2 separate regions of the Oryctolagus cuniculus genome follow, and region 1 is linked to region 2. A link is a contact called in public Hi-C data. All regions are on one chromosome and are shown on one strand. The core of a region is the stretch at or near the end of the contact, and the rest is flanking DNA. Distances in the headings are between cores, read along the strand shown.

The links. A called contact is a pair of places that touch in the nucleus more often than the background predicts.
Region 1: a contact with region 2 is called in a Hi-C map of embryonic fibroblasts, with 6 times the contacts expected there. The contact joins the enhancer-like site here to the promoter of KCNQ5 in region 2. A contact is called at or near these places in 2 of 6 Hi-C or Micro-C datasets (embryonic fibroblasts and skin fibroblasts).

Annotation. Positions count from the first base shown.
Region 1 is chr5:100,194,597-100,201,055 of mOryCun1.1, forward strand. No RefSeq gene overlaps it. Among named protein-coding and RNA genes, the nearest start is that of KCNQ5, 220 kb to the left of the region's middle. Within about 2 kb of position 4,930, at least 1 of the 8 cell types and tissues checked has an H3K27ac peak or open chromatin away from gene starts, as enhancers often do.
Region 2 is chr5:99,971,382-99,977,022 of mOryCun1.1, forward strand. KCNQ5 (potassium voltage-gated channel subfamily Q member 5) reads right to left here and starts at 2,691. Exons shown (of 13, transcript XM_051854552.2): 1 at 2,164-2,691. The coding sequence starts at 2,564.

The DNA.
Region 1 (6,459 bases), core at 3,680-6,179, 230 kb after region 2:
AGCTTTTACACCAATTTACATATAGTGCATATCGTGTATTTGTTAAGAGAAATAGCCCTTACTCAAGTGACTGTTTAGAAAATTAAAAGCATTTTATGGGTCTATTTAAAAATCCGTCTAAGTTCCACCGTTCTGCCACTCATTGCGGGGTTGGCAGGGGTTCTCTTCTTCATTGCCATCTGGAAGGCAATGTTCACTTTGACTCAGGGGATCAGAGCAGGAGGCGAACCATCTGGATTCCGTGCACCCTCCTGGTGATGTGCGAGAAGGTACTTGGCACAGAGGACAGATTGACATGGAAGTGAAAAGAATCAGGAGAGAAATGAAAGACCGTTAGAGAACATCCCTTCACTTTAGAATCTACTCAGCATGGACCTGAGCAGCACAAAATTCACTCCATAAAGAAATAAAGGGGGTGAGGGGTAGCATTTACAGGTTAAGCTTTTTCTAAAGACAGACTTCTGCTCTTGTAAATAATAACAATGATCAGAGTAATAGTGAAACTCCAACTGCCATGATTCAACACTCCCCTGTCCTAGGTGAGGAGAGGGGTCTTCCTGATGCCTGTGGCAGGTCTGGGTAGGAATCTAGACCTCCTAGCCACCACCAGCCCAGACATGTGCAGATCTGTTGGCTGGGCTCCCTCCCCAACAGCCTCCCTGCAATGCAGATACGCACAGGAGCTGCCTCCTCTAAGGTGAGCAGGTTGCTGTGTTAGTCATTCTCCCTTCATTTTGTCTTAATCCCTCTGAATGTCAGCAAAAGCCAGGCATAAGAAAGAGTCTCTCCCAAAACAAATCCCTCTCATGTGCTATCTTTTTGTCTTGTTTCCTTTGTGTATCTGTCACTGCATAATTCTTGCTGAGCCTTCTTGGATCACTCTGAATCCCTGAGCCTGTGTCAAGGGAAAACAAGAGAGCAGAGTTACCTTGTGCACATGGATATGTGACTTCTGGCATTTCAACACTTCTGGAATGGATCCAAATTGAGGTCTGTCTAGTTGAGAACTCCAGAGGCAGAAGAGGGGGGATTTCAAGTTGGCTCGGGAAGCTTCTATTTCACCTAATAGATGGTTATATAGAAATCAATACAACGTGTGTGCCAATCAAGTGAGATAATGTCTGTGGACGGTTTGAACACCGTATAAGCTCTAAATCACGTAGCAAAACAAGAGACTGTAAGACACTAGTTAGGGTAGCACTGGGCTTATTAACTGGGTTCTCATCCTGGCTGTGTTACCAACTAGGAAAGCAAAAGTCGCTTTATATTTCTAGTCCTAGTTACTACCTCTGTAAAATGAGGAGTTCTTTTCAGCTTTAACATTTTAGGATTCAATCACATTTAGGGAGTTAAACTGGATTTCTGGCACTGCTATTTTGGAAGGCTGATTTTGACCTAAGCATATGCAATGCTAAATATAATGCTTTAACTGCATTTTTGTCTCTGTTTATGGCTTCTTTTACGAAGCCAAGATGAGACTGTTTGATTCAAGGCTAGACAGCCTGGGTGTGCTGAGCACGTTAAAACGGTACTGCCTATGGCTGCAACATTTCTGGAATTGTCCATGGAAAAGCAGAAAGAATCCTAAGCAGGCTGTCCTCTTAATGACTGGGTAACTGCAAAGGTAACGGTTGTATTGAGTGAGTGAAATAAATGACCATTTGAGCTGAAATACCTCTATTTGCACAGACCTTATTGACAGAACATTTGTGAGCAAATGAAAATTGTTAATTTTGCAACTGGGGCTGCTGAGGCGCCATGAAGAGCCACCGCCAGACAGGAGATTGTGTTCTGTGGATGTTACCAAAATGTGCAATTAAAATGAACACTGACCACAGCATCCACAACACAATGGGCTTCTGAGATCTGTAAGAACACTAGGCGCTGCAGAACTGTGTTTGGTTTTGTTGACAGATAGTAACAGCAGCTCTTATAGGCAACTTGATGTTTTGCAACATTTATACATTGTACACTGACCACCTCAGGACATTTAGATTATCCATTGTCTCAAACATTTATCATGTCTTTATAAGGAGAACATTCAGAATCCACACTTCTAGCTGGTCAGCCACATGTACTTTTTAGGCACTGAGGACCAGAGCAGCTCACTGGAAGAACAGGTGGATCCTTGCTGGTGAACAATACAAACCGGCCATCAGTGGACTCCCCCTCCTGGGCCCGGGTGCTGACTGGCTGTACCCATGGCCTCCAGCAATTGGTGGTGGTGGAAGACCCAGCAAAGTGTGAGCCCTGGGCAATCAAATTATGTGTAGACACAGAGAGCCTTTCATGTCTAGGGACATGGATAGCAGGTGACAATACATCTACAGAAATACTGAAGCCACTGTGTCCTGGAAAGTGCAAACTGTGTCCTTAAACAGCTGGTGTTTTTTTTTTTTTTGGTTTTTTTTTTTTTTTTTTTGACAGGCAGAGTGGACAGTGAGAGAGAGAGACAGAGAGAAAGGTCTTCCTTTGCCGTTGGTTCACCCTCCAATGGCCGCCGCGGCCGGCGCGCTGCGGCCGTCGCACCGCGCTGATCCGAAGGCAGGAGCCAGGTGCTTCTCCTGGTCTCCCATGCAGGTGCAGGGCCCAAGCACTTGGGCCATCCTCCACTGTCTTTCTGGGCCACAGCAGAGAGCTGGCCTGGAACAGGGGCAACTGGGAAAGAATCCGGCGCCCTGACCGGGACTAGAACCCGGTGTGCCGGCACTGCCAGGTGGAGGATTAGCCTATTGAGCCGCGGTGCCAGCCAAACAGCTGTTTTTTAAACATAAGTTTCATGGACAGAATACAGGTCTCTCTCCTCTCTTGGCCCCTGAGAAGCAAGTGAGGGTGGTAGAAAGGAAAGACCCAAAGGTATTCCAATCTGTCTTCATTGAAAATGGGGTGGGGGAGGGACCTGAAATTTTTGTTTGTGAATGCTAGCTGTTAACCAGGGAAAAAGAGCCTCTGTCGTACATTCCAGTTTCCAAAGCACTTCCACAAATTACCCTGCACTTTTACTACCTTCTTGCACAGATGTGGAAAAGACGTCAAATGACTTATGCAAATAGCACAGTAACTACTCTGGTAGATAGTGACGAGAATACTGACCAGACGGAACCCTTCTTCTTCTCTTAATCAACAACTTTTTATCTCTCTAAGCTAAACAAGGGGTCATTTTGAAGTGATACTCAAATGATGATTAAATTTGTTGTTTTTTTTTTTTTTTTTAAGATTATTTATTTATTTGAAAGTCAGAGTTACATAGAGAGAGGAGAGGCAGAGAGAGAGAGAGAGAGAGAGAGGTCTTCCATCCACTAGTTCACTCCCCAGTTGGCCACAGTGGGTGCAGGGGCCCAACGACTTGGGCCATCTTCCACTGCTTTCTCAGGCCACAGCAGAGAGCTGGATTGGAAGTGGAGCAGCCGGGTCTTGAACTGGCGCCCATATGGGATGCTGGCACCGCACCGCAGGCCAGGGCGTTAACCCACTGCGCCACAGCACCGGCCCCTCAAATGATGATTAAATTTGAACAGCTCTTTAAATTTTTAAAATCACTTTTTAGGAAAAAAATGCTCCCATTAGCACGATGGCATTAAAAATAATTCATTGAGAATGGATGATGTTTTGAGAACAGTTCTAAGCACATTTGCATGTATTGCCAGCTTAATTCTTTTAGGTAAGGGGCATTATTTATCCCAATTTGGGGATGAGGGATCTGAAAAACACAGTGTTTAAGTTACACGCCAAAGGGCCATGCAGTTAGTGATTGGCGGAGCTTGGATTTGACCCCTAAGGTATCCTGTCCATGTGCTTGCGCTGCTGTCATTACGCACACATCATCAGGACCCAGCTGGATCCCCCCCACCCTGGTATCTATGCCCCCTCACCTCTCACAAGAGGCCTGTGCCAGTAAGTGAGGCTCTGCAGGACCTGTCTCATGGCCCAGATGTCATCTGGCACAATGGCTAGGGTCACTGCTTTGCATCGGATAGAACTGGCTGCAGATAGTGGCACAGCAACTAGCTATTTTGATGTCTAAGCCACTTACTGGGATTCAGTTCCTTTTTCTATAAGGGCTGGCAGTACTACCTCTCTTATAGGGTTGGAAGGAATATGAAAACTAGATGCAATAACCATATAAACTCCTGGCAACTAGTGAGGCTTTAATGTGTTGATAATTGGCTTTTGTTGTACTAACCTTTCTGAAAATCCCACTCTTTGGCTGTGTCTGTTTCACCTTCTATTACTTTTCACCAAGGCAGGACAACCACATAGTTATTGAGGATCTGCCGTGTCAGACACTGTGCTGGACACTTGCAATAGAGAGATAAACATGATCTTCGATCACAGGAAGGTGTTTGAATGGCAAAACAACATTCCCAAAATAATTATAGCAGAAGAAGATCACTGAAGTTTGAATACTATACTAAGGAAGCAAAGGTAAAGAACTCATTCTACTTGGTGGAGAGGAGGGTCAAGAAAGTTCATGGTTGTACAATAAACAAGATGAAGAAATGGCTTCACCCTGTTTCCTCACCTTGAGGGGAAGATGGTACAAAAGCCTTTCTCTGTAGCCCTAACTGAGGGCATCCAAGACAAGGCAGGAATACTGTCAGAGGCTGACCTGGTTATTGCTTTCTCAGACTTGTCTGCCAAAGGAAAGGTAAGACTTCTGTGCCTGGCGAAGACAATGGTTCCCCACGTGGCTCAAAAGTTTGGGCTTCAGCTTTCTAAGTCCTCTGTTTTGTTCTTGAGAAGGCTACTTCCTTCATTGCTAAGAGTTGCCATTCACATGGGCTCTGCTGTGGGAGACAATGGGTGTGATCCATCATCCGCTTTTGTCCTGCTCACTGAAAATACATGTCTTTCATGTGAAATTATGCTCTCAGCTCCACCAATCAACCAGCAAACCAGACAGCCCCAATCTCTCCTGCAGCAGTTTCCTTGGCAACCAGGGCCCAGACAGAGAGCTTGCCAGCTCACCATGGGACCAAGTGAAACCCTGCAGCCCTGTCAGGTGCCCTCTGCTTTTAAGCACTGAGAGACCACACGGGAGACTCTCTCTGGAACAAATGCCAACTCAGGTGCCATCGTTTTTTATTTGAAGAGCACCTTTCATCTGGGAACCTCAAAGCAGGAATGCTTGCACAACATGGGTCTTACCTTATTGAGATGCATGTCATCATTGTCACGTTCCTGTAAGGGATCGGGAGTGGGAAAAAGAATCAAAGGAATCTCCAGTGGGCTCTTTCGTCCTATTTTTTTTTAATTCCATGTTCCTGACACTCCCTTAGACTTGCTCTTTTGGTTGCCTGTGAAATTACCATCCTCAGTAGCCATAGTCAGGATCACAGAATATTGTTCAATTCTCCAGGCAGTGCTGCCCCATCAATCCTCCTTACTCACCAAACCTGAACCCAACTGATGTCCAAATTGGGTGTTTCCCTTGCAGTTAGTCCTCCAGCTTGTCCGGGATTGCAAAGAGAGGATCTTCTCTTCTCTCCCCTTGCCAATTGCTGCTCACACCTACATGCTCCTAAGGAACTCCAATGAGAGAAAAATACAGCAGATGCCCACTTGGGTAAAGAAAATGCACCTCCTTACAGCAAGGAGGCTCCAACTTTAATATCTATCCAAGTCATGTGGGGGTCATCTGGAGTGACAGATTCTGATTGAGTCCTTCCGGGGCAGCACATCTGGGTCTGCATTTCTGACAAGCTCCCAGATCATGCTAATGCTATTGGTCACATCAGAGGACTACACTGTGAGTAGCAAGGGCCCAAGCTCCAGGTCTGCATATATGTGTGCCCTGTATGTACTATGAAGGAGGACCAGAGAGAAAAGCAGTCCTGTAGGTCTTTTTGTATTGCAAAGCACTCACACTCATCCCTCTTTGCAAGCAAGGTAAGTTGTATTATTTCTATTTTTCCTGCCCAATGACAAATAGCTAATGAGATTCTGGACCCAAGGATTCACAATGGTTGAAAGACTAATATCTAGAGTATTTTTGTGTTTATTTTGTCCATTGTTACATTTGTATGCAAACTAGAATATGGTTGTTATTAATGACATACAGGCACACTAAACCCAAGTTACCAGGAGCTTAAGTTACTATGTGCCATTTCATAGAATTACAGAAGAGAGAGATAGCCCAGCTTGGGGGAGGGACTTCTTTACCAATGAGCCACTGCAGAAGCACCTGCAGTCAGAGTAGGGTGCACCTTGTTCCTTTGGCCTGACACACTGGCTTCTGTCTAGATTGACTTAAAAACCAGGACACTGATGAGAACAATGAGAGAGGCCAGCGAATAAACTGCCTCCAAATGATAGTGAGACCCCACACCAAAATAAAACCCCACATGGTAGGTCAGAATGTTACCTTATGTGGGAAGAAGAATTTTTTCAAACTGAAAAGGTAGAATGCTATTTTTAAATTAAAAAAAAAATAGCTAACATCTGGGGCCAGAGTTGTGG
Region 2 (5,641 bases), core at 1,441-3,940:
ACCAAAGACACTGCTAGACCAATAAAGCCAGGGAAACAGAAGTGTATCCAAACTTGAGCCATTTGAGAAAACATTTATTAATATTTAAAAATCCTGTAAGGCCACGAAAATCTGTTAAACACCAAAAACACTCAAAAGAAAATGTTGCATTGCAGGAGGTTCTCATTGCTGTTCAAGAACAACACAGGAAATACAAAGTATGTCCACCAATCAAAGTTGTCTCTAACCTTTCCTGAATACAAAATGCATAAATTACCCAAAAAAAAAAAAAAAGAAAGCCTATAAATGGCATCATATTGAAAATTCCAAGTCATGACTATTCTGGGCATACTCTGGTAGAAACAGTCACTACCCATGCAGTATATATTTCCTGCCAGATTGAGCATTCACTTTGCTAAATGTTTTAGGATATTCTGACAGGTCAAAATAATTCACTAGGCTCATTAAGTAATAGGATTAATTACAGATCAACCCAACGAGATGAACATGGGAAACAACAGTAGTGTTTCTCTGTGTCTATCACGCATGACGGTAATCACATCCAAATCAATGAGGCTCTTGCAATCAGTGAATAACAGAAAGTTGTGTCTTTTGAAGCAATAATGACACAACAGGATATCGTCTTTGTGTACACTGTGAAGCAGAGAGTTGACTGGAATATTCTACCTCACACCACACAATCTGGGACTGTAAAATTTTCCAGACACCAGAACCCCACAGATTGTAGACTTCACCAATTTCCTGACTCCTACGTGGTCAAATTCCAGGTTCACCTATTTACAAAACCAGCCCCTTCTTTTATGTTGTCTTAAAAAAAGAAATGACTCCGCGTTGACGCCAACCCTTTATCCGGGCTGAGAGATATGTGTGGATGACCCGCCTCATTTCTAAAAGAAATCTAGTTCGTGTGTTCAAAACATATTTCAAAACATATTTTACTACGAAACAAGGAACGCATCAGTGACTGCCTGAACTTTCTCCATGGGTCTCCTAAGACCTAAGTCTTTACATTTCACTTTAACATTAAGAAGCCAGACAGGGTGGGGGTTTGGGGGGAGGGAACTAAAAAGAGAAAAAGAAAAAAGGAGAAAGGGAAAGAAAAAAAAATGAAAAGAGTTGGGGGCGTAGCAGCATAAAAACAGCCTTAAAATGTCCAGATCAACCTCACTCTAACGGGAGATTAAATGAATGGACATTGTGGGAAAAACAGTAGTAAACTTTAAAGCCACTGAAAGGTTTTAAATGCCTAAGGGGAAAATAAACATTTGCTTCCAATCATTTTCTCATTAAGCATTCTCTGCTAGATGGCGAGGGCTGACTTAACACACACACGCACACTTTGACTCCACGCCACAAACGCCGACTTAACCCACTGCCTGATCCCTGTCCGAGACAGCCCATTTGCGCTTCAGCGGGTGCACCTCGGCCCGAGCTCCTGCGCCCCACGGGCTGCGGCCGCAGCGAGGGAGCACGGCTTCGCCCAGCCCGCTCGGCTCTTGGAGACCTTGGCCACTTTCTCTGTGGCAGGAAGGGCTCCACGCACTGACAGATTTTCCGTTAGTGGTGGCTGGGGTGGTGGCGAGGCATGCTTCCGGACGCACTTAAAACCCAGCCGCTGTCTCCACCAAGTAGCAGCTTCCCCTGCTCCGCCCCCAGCACCGAGGACCCAGCCCTCGGTGTCTCCTCTCTCCACCCTGTCCCAACCTGCCAGCACCTCCCCTGTCTACTCTCGAGCCTCAAAGGGCGCAAATCCTCCCTTTGCATTTCCCAGCTCCCGGGCGCCCCGCTCGGTTGAAGTTTACGTATCTCAGGACCTAATTGCTCCCCATTATCCGCGTAGCTTAAGTCTGCCGGGTTCTCCCGCCCCAGGTGCCTGAAGCTACTACCAGGCAATTCATTGGGTGTCCTCAGGGAGACGGGTGCAAAGCTGCGGCTGTGGGACAGGTGGGGATGGGGAGGTGCATGGCTCCAGGAGAAAGCCCACTAACACGTGCAATGAAATAAAACCCCCACGTGTGCGCGCGTGAGTGTGTGTGTGTGTACGCGCGCGCTTATGCGCGCGACGGGCCAAGGCGCAGATGCCAAGCACGTTCCAGGGCACCCAGCTCAAGGGGCTTCAGGAGCGGGCGTGGCGAGGGGCGCGCGGGGGGCGCGGGTACTCACACGAACGCGTGGTAGACGAACGCCCAGCCGCGGGGTCTCTCCAGCACGTTGTACAAATAGTTCTGCACCCGCCGGTACTTGACGTTGCGCCGGCAGCTCTGGCTACTCGTGTAGGAGAGCGGCTTCCCCAGCAGGCTCATCCGGGCCCCCTGCTTGCCCCGGCGGCTCTCCCTCAGGCCGCCGCTGCCGCCGCCGAGCGCGGCCGCGCGGGTGCCCAGCAGCAGCAGGCCGTCGCCCCTGGCGGCCGCCGAGTTCAGCAGCACCCTGCCGCGGCCCGACTCCACATCCTTCATGCCGCTGCCCAGGCGCCCCCCGCCCGCCGCCGCCGCCGCCGCCGCGCCGCTCTTCACCCAGAGCCCGGCGGCGCCGCCCTCCTCTCCTCCCGCGTGGTGGCGGGGCATGGCATCACCACGGGCACCGCGAGGGGGGCGCCAGCGCCTGCGTCGGGGGCAGCGGCCTCATGTGCGGCGGCAGCCGACGGGGCGCCCGCCGGCCAGCGACCTTCCGCCGGGGAGGGGGCGGGAAGCCGGCAGCCAGCACAGCCCCCGGGCTTCGGGGCGGGGGCTCAGGGGCGTGCGGAGGAGGCCGACGAGTCTCAATTGCTTGCAGCTTGTAGCTTCGGAGTTCGGAGTCCGGACCTGTTGGGGGCGTCGCCGGGAGAGGGTTTCTCTCGCGCCCTCGTATTCCCGCGGCTACCACTGCCTCCTTGCCCAAGTGCCCCCAGGGCTGGAGCGGGGGAGTGCGGGGCGCTCTGAGGCGGCGCGCTCCCACGCGCGCACGCCCAGCCCCAGGCTCTCCGTTTCTCCGCTCTTTCCACTCTCCACGCCCAGCCTGTGTCTGCTCCCCTCTCCGCGGTGCGAGTGCGGGTTGCTTCTCCCGGGGGCTTTGGAGCTAGCTGTCCGGAAGGTTAAGTCGGCCAGGTGCCCCGAGGAGAAACGGGAGACGCAGGTCGCTGCGCTCTCCAGCCGCTACGCCGCGCCAGGTCCTGCCATCCTCCCGCAAAGGGTGCGAGCGGGCACTGCCCAGCCCTGCCCTGCCCTCCAGGTAGCAGCTCGGCCGGCCGGAAGGGGCGCGAGGGGCGACGCTCTGGGCGCAGCCAGCCAGTCCTCGGCAGCTCAGTGGGCAGGGCCGAGGGACGCGTCTGCTGAGCCCGCGAGGCAGGCACTGGGCATCTTCCCGCGGCTCAGTCCAGCCTGCGGGCTGTGACTTTCCATGCCAGCCTCAGAACGCAAGCCCGCGGCTAACTGGACATCCTTCGCGGCACGGGGGTGGGGTGTGGGGAGGGCGTCAAACTCCGAAGTGGCTCCTTTGCGGTGAGCGAGCTGCCCCCGGGGCTCCGCCTGACAGCCGAGCCTTGGAGACCAAACCCAGTTCCCTCCGTAAAGAAATTTCCATTTAAGTCCGAGAAAGTCATAAAACTGCTAAGTCGCGGTGGCGGTGGCGGCGGCGGCCCCAGTGCCTGGGAGAGGAATCCTGGAGGGTGAGGAGCCCCAGGACAAGGCTTCTCCGGTTCCCACCCCGCCCCTGCGCGCTGCTCTAACTTACTGGGTGAGAAACGTGCTGCGAGGAACCTCCGGCTGGGGTTCCCGCCGCCTCAGGCAGCCAGGCGCCCCAGAGCCTGCGCCTTTGGTCGGGAGGGAAGCCACGGGGCCACTGGCCTTCCGTGTGTGGGATAACGCCTAAGCGGTTAAACATCACACACCGCTTGGGGGAACTTCCTCCAGCAGAGTGGCTTTGCTCCCAAATGAGAGAGAAAGCAATCTCCACTTAGACTGAACTAAGCTTGCAAGGTGTATTATTCCGCGTGCCTTTCTCCTTCCCTAATCCTAAAGTAATACTAAGGCAAAAGTCTTATTTCGGCTGTCTCCACCCCTCTGAGATAAACACTCTACCAATTCCCGCTTCTACCCACACACACACCCGCCGCAGCTGCTTTCTGGGTCCCGCAATAGCTGAATTGAAATACTGTACTTTTACTTTTCATTGTTGTCGCTATTGTTTGCGCGAAGCCCTCTCCCGTGCTCCTGGTCGCCAGCAAGACCTTGCTTTCCCCCAAGCCTCTGGGCAGCAAGCACCAGCTCTGAGCTCGGTGCAGCTGGCGGCGGTGCCACGTGACTGTGAGCCAAGCACCAACACCCAGAGTCACTCTCGCTTTCCCCTAATACACTTCACACCCACGCACTGTGGAGGTGCGAGAGAGATTGCTCCGTGCCCTTCTATTCGAGGCAGCTGCAGAGAGCACCCTTGAGCAAGCTCTCCAATCCCAGAGCTGCGGCGGGGACCCCCACTGAAGGCGGGGGGGGGGGGGAGTTTGCTGCTGCTATATTTAGACTCCCCACGGAATTTCTGTGCAGGGACTTTCAGAGTGAAAGATCTGGAAACTTAAAATGACTTGTGTGCGCGCTTTAAACGAAAATCTTGGCTGTTTCGCAGGCAGTAAAACGAAAACCACTTCCTCTTACCCGAACTGTTTTTGTAGCAGACTTCTACTACAGCTGGGGTAGGTCAGGTCGCTTCAGCTTCACCGCGCCTTTGGGTCCCAGTGCAGGCAGGAAGTTTCAGGAAGGCAGGGCGCAAGGACACGTTTCCCTGGGAAGAGAGCCAGCTGCTTGATTTTCAAGTAATGCTTTCCTGGGGGTGCAGCAATAATGTAGTGAAACAGCTATGTCAGTTAAGCAAATATCATTACATTTTTTAAGACATCAGATCCAATGATTGGTAGGTTTAGAGCTGAGAGGGACCTTTTTCAAAAAAATTATGATTTTCTTTCAAAAAATGTTTAAGATATATTTATTTATTTGAAAGAGTTACAGAGGGAGAGAGAGAAAAGAGACAGGGAGAGAGAGATCAATCTTCCATCCACTGGTTCTCTCTCTCCAGGTGGCCAAAACCGAGTCTCCCATGTGAGTTCAAGGGCCTTAGAACTTGGGTCATCTTCCCCTGCTTTCCTAGGCCATTCATTATCAGGGAGCTGGATTGGAAGCTGAGCAGTCAGGACTTGAATCAGAACCCATATGGGATGCTGGCACTTCAGATGGCAGCTTAACTTGCTATGCCGCAGCACCTGCCCCTCTTTTCAAAATTTTTAATGAATTTATTTGAAAGGGAAGGAGTGGGAGAGGCAGAGAAAAAGAGAGAGAGAACCCTCCCACTGAACTCAGTACAGGGCTCCCACATGAGTGGCAGGGTCCCAGCAACCTGAACCATCACCTGCTGCCTCCCAGGGTACATTAAGAGGAAGTTAGGGACTGACTCCAATATTCTGGCATGTGGTCTTCCAACCTGTAGCTTAGCTGCCAGGCCAAATACCCACCCCTGGGAGGGACCTTAGATCCTTTCTTCTTAATAAGCTTTGCCTAGATAAATAACCCAAGAAGGTGGCTTGATTTTTGTGTAGTGAGAAAGTTATCAGCATCCCAGCAAATTTGCTTCCCACATTATCCTTTATACCAAAGCCATCAGCATCTCCAACAGGGGA